Regions from separate parts of the Callithrix jacchus genome. Here region 1 is linked to region 2. A link is a contact called in public Hi-C data. All regions are on one chromosome and are shown on one strand. The core of a region is the stretch at or near the end of the contact, and the rest is flanking DNA. Distances in the headings are between cores, read along the strand shown.

Region 1 (4,484 bases), core at 1,607-4,106, 150 kb after region 2:
TCACCTGGGGTTGCATTTTGGATGAATGCCACGGTTGCTGGCTCCTGGAAGGGGGGACTCTACATTTTCTAAAATGTGACAAAAACCTAAAGGGGAGTAACAAAAACTGTTAAATGGGTTACACTATTCCAGCCATCCCTGGAATTTACAAAAGGGGTTTCTCATTTACAAAAGGGCTCCTTTAAGTAAACTTGTAAAATAGTCCGGGTTTACCACTCACTAGTTGGGTGACTTAGCAAGTTATTTTATCTATATGTGCCTCCATTTTCTCACCTGTAAGATGGGGATAATTATGGTACCTACCTCATGGAATGTTGTGGAAATTTAAGGAAACAGTTCCTGGTTCCTGCCAAATATTAGTCATTGTTGTTATTATTTAAAAAAAAAAAAAAAAAAAAAAAAAAGACATTAAGTCCTTCATAGAGAGGCCAGGGGCAGGAAAGTAGCAAGAGCTGCGGAATTTGAGATGAAAAGTCAAAATGAAATGTTTTTGAAGTTTAATGTAAGTTAATAGACAATAATAATTGGTTGATAAAAAGTGAAACTTACAGATTGGGATCTTAGCTAGCTCTACCTTCTACTCGGGGACCTCACTGCTGCTCAAAACCAGAACCTGGAGCCGCAGCAGCGCCCTCACCTGGGAACTTCTTAGAAATGCAGAATGTCAGCACCCAACCTGACCCCCATGTACAGAATCAGAATTCGCATTTCAACAAGATTCCAGGGAATTTATGTGCATTTTGCAGTTAGCGGAAGCCCGCTTGATGGTATATACTGAGAGTTTAGCATTTGTAGGTCAAAAGAACAAGACCTCATTCTCTAGTTACATCGCCATACATTATCCTAAATCTTACACTCCTTTCCATTAGCCTCGTGCTAAATGGTCAACTAACCGTCTGTTAAGCAGATGCCCCTTTAAGGGACAGCATAATACTTAAGTAACTAAAGCAACTAGCTCCCCTCTTGTTAGTAATTTCAATGATTTTAAAATACCATCACCATCATCAAACACTAACATTTATCGAGCCCTTAAAACATACGCTAATCAATGTAGGGTACTCTCCGTATGTTCTCATTTAATACACCGTCCACTGGAGTAACCATTACTATCCCCATTTCAGAGAAGAGAGAACTGAGGCTACATCATTTTCTCAAGACCAAATTAAATGGGGGGCAAAAGGCCTTTTTGAAATCCACTCTCTTTCTACAATTCAAACCCCATTCCCACAACATCAAAATAATGTATCTGTGAACTAGGGAGCAGTTTTTCTTACCTTTTTAGATAAGAAAAACTGAAACACAGAGAGTGAGTGAATTATACAAAGTCACCAACCTGAAATTTAGGTTAGAACTGGGTCCATTACAATTCAATAACCTTTTCAAATTAAAGAATTCTGCTGCTAGAAATGCCAATGTAATCACATTGAAGACAATGCAATGGCATTTTATCTCTGTTGGAAATAAAACACATCCAACAGAAAGAAGGAGTTCCATTTATGAAGCTTTGTGCAACCAAACCAAGGCACCTCAAATTTTGATCTCTAATCATAAGAGATTATTAGGATGTCACTTTCTTTGGGAAACCAGAGTTTACAGACTTCTATTGCCATTGCACCATCACTGTGGCAACTGATGCTCATCAACACATCTCAGCTAACATCCTATACGATATTACTCTTGCACATCTGTGAAATTCTCCTAATTACAGCTTCCCTGATTTCACACATTAGGTCTTTACCCAAGTTTGATATCCAAATAGTTGAGAATTTGACAAGATGAGTCAAAAATCTTTCCTTGATAACCCCAGTGTCTATGGAAAGTCAGAGACACAGGTTTTAGGATCTAGTGATGAGGGCTCCTTGCCCAGGCTCCACCCAGGGAATGCCTCCCTCCTCCCTCCCTGGAGAGGGCAGCGGGGAACAAAGAAAGATTCATTGGCTAAAAACACTATATTAGTTGCTAAGATGACAACAACAAAATACCACAAGTGCTAGAAATCCAAGACCAAAATGCTGGCAGGTTTTATTTCTTCTAAGCCCTCTCATCTTGCTTGCAGATGATGGCCCTTTTGCTGCATCCTCACATGGATGACCTTCACTGCACGGATGTGTCTGATCTCTCTGTCTCTTACAGATTTCCTCTTCTTATAAGGACACCATTTGATATGGTTTGGCTGTGTCCCACCTAAATCTCATCTTGAATTGCAGCTCCCATAATTCCCATGTGCTGTAGGAGGGATGTGGTGGGAAATAATTGAATCGTGGGGGCAGTTTTCCCATACTGTTCTGGTGGTAGTGAATAAATCTCATGGGATCTGATGGTCTTCTAAGGGGTTTCCCCTTTTACTTGGCTCTCATTCTCTCTTGCCTGCCACCATGTAAAACGTGCCCTTCACCTTCTGCTATGATTGTGAGGCCTCCCTAGCCACATAAAACTGTGAGTCCATTAAACCTCTTTTCCTTTATAAATTACCCAGTCTCAGTTGTATCTTTATCAGCATTGCGAAAACAGACTAATATGCCATTTATACTGGATTGGCCTATTTTTACTACATTACCTCTTTATAGATACTTTTTCCAAATATAGTCACATCTTGAGATACTGGGAGTTAGGGCTGCAATATAGGAATTCGTGGGAGACATAATTCAACTCATAACAGATGCTGAATGGATCTTTTCCTCCATTATCACTAAGTCTTACAGCTGCTGAGGCCTTCTGGTCCAGTCTGGATTCAATAAGAACTAGAATTCATAGTAATCTGAATCTCTAAGCCTCATGACTCAGGGTACTCTGGGGGAGGAAGGAAGAGAACAGAATTCCAGGCCAGACACAAAACACACCCTTCCCTTCTCATTTCTGCTCCATGGGATCAGAGAGAAACAATTCTCAGCCTCACAGTCCACTATCCCAACCCACCTTCCTCCCCACACTCCACTCATCACAGCTTAAGTAAGGCCACTCTGGCTTTTTGAGAAATATAAGTGGCACTTATAAAACAGTCTGAGTCAGAGGCACAACCAGTTACTAAAAAGTACAAACTAAAATGAAGAACTCTGATCTGGAGCCTGCAAGGCCTCTCCAGCCTGGGGCAAGTGGTGATCAGCCTTTAGGAGCTGGCACGCAGCTTCCCGAGCAGCTGATCTGCCCAGCAGTCGAGGCCAGGGACCAGAGCCAGCCTCCGGGCCAGCCCACTCAGCCTGGGGCAGCAGCACCGCAAATGCCAGTGAGTAGGAGGGAGGAAAACCGGCACAGCGCAAACCTGTCAGGAGGTGCTCACTTCACACAGGGTGTGTGCCTGTGGCTTCTAAAAACAAATTCAGTATCTGGGGTTTATAGGTATCCAAACCATGACACAATATAAACAGAGCCAAAGTGATATTTTCTCTTAAAAAGAAAACCCATGCCCATCAATAAATCCGTTAACTCAGATAGCCCTAATTTTCAATTTCAGTAATCCAGCTATTCCCCATATCAAGCATTAAAGTTGGTTCTCAAAACCTTCTCACATTAACATGAAATTCTACCATCTTCCTTAGGGTTTTAAAAGATCATTTGGCCATTTCATTTGGTACATGATAAATAAGTGCTTTAAAGTAAAAATGATTTTAAATCCATATATTATTGAATATATAGAATGTTACATTTTATAGGTCTCTTGTGGTAGAAACTAACACAACTATAGAGGAAAATTATACCAGCAAAAAGACAAAAGGAAAAATTGATCCCCCACATAGAAATCTCTGTATTAATCCCCCATTAATTAATTGACATATATGAAAAAAAAAATCACTAAGGCATTTAAGGAAAACAAAAGCACATAATTGGACCAAGATGAATACAGAAACACATGATTCTAGAGAAAACAGATAATTTAAGCAACAGAAGAAAGGCTCTAAATAAAACTTCAAATTTATATCCTCTACAGTTCTTGGGAACACACTGTATCCATGAAGTTAAACTGGGAAAAAAATTAAAAGAGCAATCAGAGAAAAAGAGAGTTTATAGAAATCTTTTTAAAATGATGATTATGAAAATAAAAAGAAATGCAACAGACAGGCCACAAAACAAAATGTCAAGAAACCCTCCCATAAAGTAGAGCAAAATAAAGGCAATTAAAATATATATATATATTTATATATATAATATATATTACATAGATTAATATATATACAATATATAATATATATAATATATATTATATATAAATATTTTATATATTTTTATATAGTTATAAATACTTTATATCTATATATAAAAAGAAGTTAATGGATTATATATATATATAAGAATCAAGAGATATGGAAGAGGTTCAGTATCCATTGACTAGGAGTTCCAAAAAGGAGAACAAAGAAAGTAAAGGAGAGAAACTAAAAAAAAACAAAATTCTCCAGCGCTGAAGGAAGACACAAGTTTCAAAATGAAAGAGCAAACCAAGTGCTGAATAGGATGAAGAAAAATGACAAAAACAGCTAGAAATATCCTAG
Region 2 (4,219 bases), core at 553-3,052:
GAAATAGGTGAATATGGAGCAGCATCGAGGAAATAAAACCCACGTGCTACTCACCAGTGTCCTACCCAGGAAAAACAATGACCTAATGTGGAAAAAAGAAACAGCAAATGCCTGATCTTAAACACTTGACCCTGAGGCCTTCACTCTTGGCATCAAAAGCCAGAAAAAAGGGATTTGGCTACTCATGTCCAGGTTAAATTTTTTTTTTTTTTTTTGAGACAGAGTCTTGCTCTGTTGCCAGATGCCAGGCTGCAACCTCCACCTCCCGGGTTCAAGCAATTCTCCTGCCTCAGACTCCCAAGTAGCTGGGACCACAGGCATGTGCCATCATGCCCAGCTAATTTTTGTATATTTTTTAGTAAAGACAGGGTTTCACCATGGTCTCGATCTCTTGACCTCGTGATCTGCCTGCCTCAGTCTCCCAAAGTGCTGGGATTACAGGCATGAGCCACCGTGCCCAGCCTCCAGGTTAAATTAACATCTATGTACACACCTGCTTCCAAATTGGTATCATTTTGTTCAAACGCAATTAATCCTTAACAATAGGGATCTTGTCTCTCTTAATATATTTAGTTATTTTTATTTATTTATTTGTGTAAGATTTTAGCACAGGGCTATGGACACCTGGGCTGCAAAAGTATTTAAGTTGAAGAAAGGGACATATGGCTTTCAGGACAAAGATGGGTGCTCCCAAGCTAAGAGAGAAGTCATCTCCTGGGCAGCACTGAAGCTCCTCTCAGCCAGGAAACCTATGTTCTTCTTGAGAACTATTTCTGCCTTCCTGGAATTTCCCATTTGAGATGAATAAGGGCCCCAAAGATGTCTTATTCTGTGAAGATGCCTCTCTGGAAAAGAAGGCTGAGGACATGGAACTAGCTATAAAAAAAGAGAACCATGTGGTAGCTAAATTCCCAGCCGCCCCTACCTTCCCAGGCCTGCATGCTTCAAATGTGCAGAGTCATTTATAAAGGTAGTAACTGCCATTCAGAGCAACTACCTGGCCAGGATCAAAGCTTCCAGAATACAGTATGGGAGTCTTCCTAGTATCTTGGAACTTTTGGCTAAAACCTCAGAGCTGAGAATGATGGGAGTATTCCATCTTCCAAAGAAGGGTGCTAGGAAGATCCTTCTAGGACTTACCAGAAGATGGTGGAATCTACCTGATGACTATCAACCCTGTGGCCCACCTAACTCTGAAATCAGACATTGGAAAACAGAGAGCTGAGGTCAGCAGGGAGCTCTCCACACAGCAAGAGAGTGGTATTCCCCTCTGCTCTGCTGCAAGGATTAGAGGATCCTGTTAGAAGGAGGGACAGCCTCCCACTCTCTACCTAGATGTTTACTGAGTGGAAAAGCTCAGGCCCTAGCACTGCCGTGGCATCCAAGAGAAGCATTTGATGTATCCTGGAGCTTGAAAGCATTCGTGGACATAAAGTCTGGAGCCTACTTAACAGGGAAGGCAGGAAACTGGCAGCAGCCACTCTTGATGGCAGGTGAAGGAGAAGACAGAAGTGATGTGGTGTGAACTTCCACTGTTCAGCTCGCTGGAGGTGTGTGAATGTCCCATGGATGGTACCCACACCCAAGCATCTTGATGAGCCCACGTGCGAAAGGTGCCCGCTGAGTAGGGAGGAGGGGGGACTTCATTAGTAACAAGCTATGAGGAGACCATGAGGAAGCAGGGCCTGATTCTGGGAAAGGGGGAAGGGCAGGTTGCAAGAGATTAACCAGGAATTGCACTTCTGTCCAAGCTCAAAATCTACCCCTCATCCCACTATAAATCTCCAGCCAGCGTTAGAAAGAAGCACGATAATGCAGTTTAACACCTTGTCCCCTCAACTTCTAATCCCCTACCCTCCTTTCCAAGACCCCAGAGGATCCCTAAAGGATAGAAAGGAGATAAGAAAGACCAGCCTCATTGTAGGTTTCCAACTGGGGATGGGCCTGACCTAGGAAAGGGTGAAGCTCCGAAATGGATGTGGGAAGAGAATTTTTAACTGGACTGAACTTTGAAGAGCTGAAAGTCACAAGAAAGATACACGATCTAAGTTATCATCAGATTGGGCAGTGGCTCACACCTTAAATCTTAACACCTTGAGAAGCCAAGGAAGAAGGATCATTGCTTGAGGCCAGGAGTTCAGGACCAGTCTAGGCAACATAATGAGACCCCATCTCTACAAAAAAATAAAATAGCCAGGTGCGGCAGTGCTAGGACTGCAAGTCCTAGCTACTTTGGAGGCTGAGGTGGGAGGATTGCTTGAGTCCAGGAGCTCAAGACTGCAGTGAGCTATAATCACAGCATTGCACTCCAGCCTGGGTGACAGAGTGAGACCCTGCCTCTAAAAGATTTCATTCAGGGGCCGGGTGCGGTGGCTCACGCCTATAATCCCAGCACTTTGGGAGGCCGAGGTGGGTGGATCACGAGGTCAAGAGATGGAGACCATCCTGGTCTACAAGGTGAAACCCCGTCTCTACTAAAAATACAAAAATTAGCTTGGCATGGTGGTGCGCGCCTGTAGTCCCAGCTACTCAGGAGGCTGAGGCAGGAGAATTGCCTGAACCCAGGAGGCGGAGGTTGAAGTGAGTCGAGATCGCACCATTGCACTCCAGTCTGGGTAACAAGAGTGAAACTCCGTCTCAAAAAAAAAAAAAAAAAAAAGATTTCATTCAGGCGGAAAAGGGAGCTCTGATACAGGATAATAAAAGTAGCAATAGGAAAAAATAAGTCTTCATTGTTTTGTTCTCCGTGTGTCTTGGCCTATTCTAGATACTAACTGGGTAACTCACAGCAGTTAAAGATTTTGAGCTGAAGAGCACTGGAGTCAAATTCCCGCTCTGACACTGAATGGAGGGACCCTGGGCAAACTGGGCAACTGCTGGGCTTCAGTTTTTTCAACTGTAAAATGGGTAGGTTAGCAATACCTGCTTTCCCAGGCTATGTAATATATGTAATTACCTAGCCGAATTTCAGGCACACACATGTAAACACTCGATGTCTCTACTGTCCGGATACCTGCAATAAGCTAAGATAGCTTCTATTTCTGCTTCCCTTTAAAAAAATTTTAAATGGCCCATTGTCAGCTTCTGGGGAAGGCATTTTAGATTCTCATTAGTTTCGTAACCATCATAATGAAAGTAACATCATGTGTTCTGAATTTTGCATGTCTGTTATCTCAGTTTACCCTAGGGCTCCCACTAACCTGGTAGGATAAAGATTTTGGGTCTGCATTTTACAGACTACAGAACATCCGAGAGCCAGAGGGACTTTACCGACCATCACATGCAAATGCGTGATTATACACATGGGAAACTAAGGCTTTGCCTGCCCAGTTAAACACAGAGCACAAATCTTTTCTCAAATGCACATGAACCCAAGCTTTGACGCTTACAGGACTGCTCTGACTTTAAACCTCCCATCATGGGTTTGTTTCTTTGGTTACTGCCTCCTTCATTGTAAACAGGCAAAAACAGCCACTACAGAACAAGAGCAGGGTGTTCCTTCAAAGGTGAAGACTATATAGAGAACTGATGTGAACTGAATGTAAATCATTACATAAAAAAGACTGGGGAGAAACTTTATGCATCTAATCGATGCTTACTGAGACACTGAGATAACAGAGACTTATAAAATGTCCACAGGGATTTTAAGACACTTTAGAGCATGCCCTTTACTATACAATTTTTAAAATAAAGTATTTAAGAAATTGATTTTCAGTACTGAAACTGTTGCCCAGATATGTTCAAGAAAATTCAAGCTTTCCTTGGGATCCTTTTTTACAAGATTCAAAAAAAGGAAGAAAGAAAAGAAAAGAAAAGAAAGAAAGAAAGAAACAGTATTTGTCATAAACAAAGTTACAAATTAAATTTATGGCTATACACGTGGATGAAAAATAAATAGAAACAAAATCATTTCAGATTTAGGTTGTTATTAATAGAGAATGGAATAAGACTTTGGAGACCTTATAAAATATCCTTTTAATAGACTGTTAACTAGAGTACTTTATCTCTGGCCAGGACTCAAGGTACAAGAAAAAAAAAAATAACAAATTTAAGTTCTAGGGTTTGGGTAAGTTAAGGTCCTGAATTTAATGTCATCTCATCTTGCCACTCAGTTGTTCCCTGAGAACACGGATTTCCTGATCTTGTATAATAAAATGGTGGGGGTAGAGAATACTCATTTTATCCAAAAGAGAGAGAAGGAAGGGGCACAGGAGACGGG

The links. Hi-C and Micro-C count contacts between places; a contact is called where the count stands out from the background.
Region 1: a Hi-C map of skeletal muscle shows a contact between it and region 2, with 6 times the contacts expected there. The contact joins two enhancer-like sites. A contact is called at or near these places in 3 of 3 Hi-C or Micro-C datasets (induced pluripotent stem cells and skeletal muscle).

Annotation. Positions count from the first base shown.
Region 1 is chr12:107,642,680-107,647,163 of calJac240_pri, forward strand. All of the region lies in intron 1 of ABLIM1 (actin binding LIM protein 1), which reads right to left. Among named protein-coding and RNA genes, the nearest start is that of ABLIM1, 72 kb to the right of the region's middle. Within about 2 kb of position 2,857, at least 6 of the 16 cell types and tissues checked have an H3K27ac peak or open chromatin away from gene starts, as enhancers often do. A contact at or near this core is called in skeletal muscle, where this site is marked.
Region 2 is chr12:107,495,444-107,499,662 of calJac240_pri, forward strand. The region is part of intron 4 of ABLIM1 (actin binding LIM protein 1); the gene reads right to left. Among named protein-coding and RNA genes, the nearest start is that of AFAP1L2, 150 kb to the left of the region's middle. Within about 2 kb of position 1,803, at least 1 of the 16 cell types and tissues checked has an H3K27ac peak or open chromatin away from gene starts, as enhancers often do. A contact at or near this core is called in skeletal muscle, where this site is marked.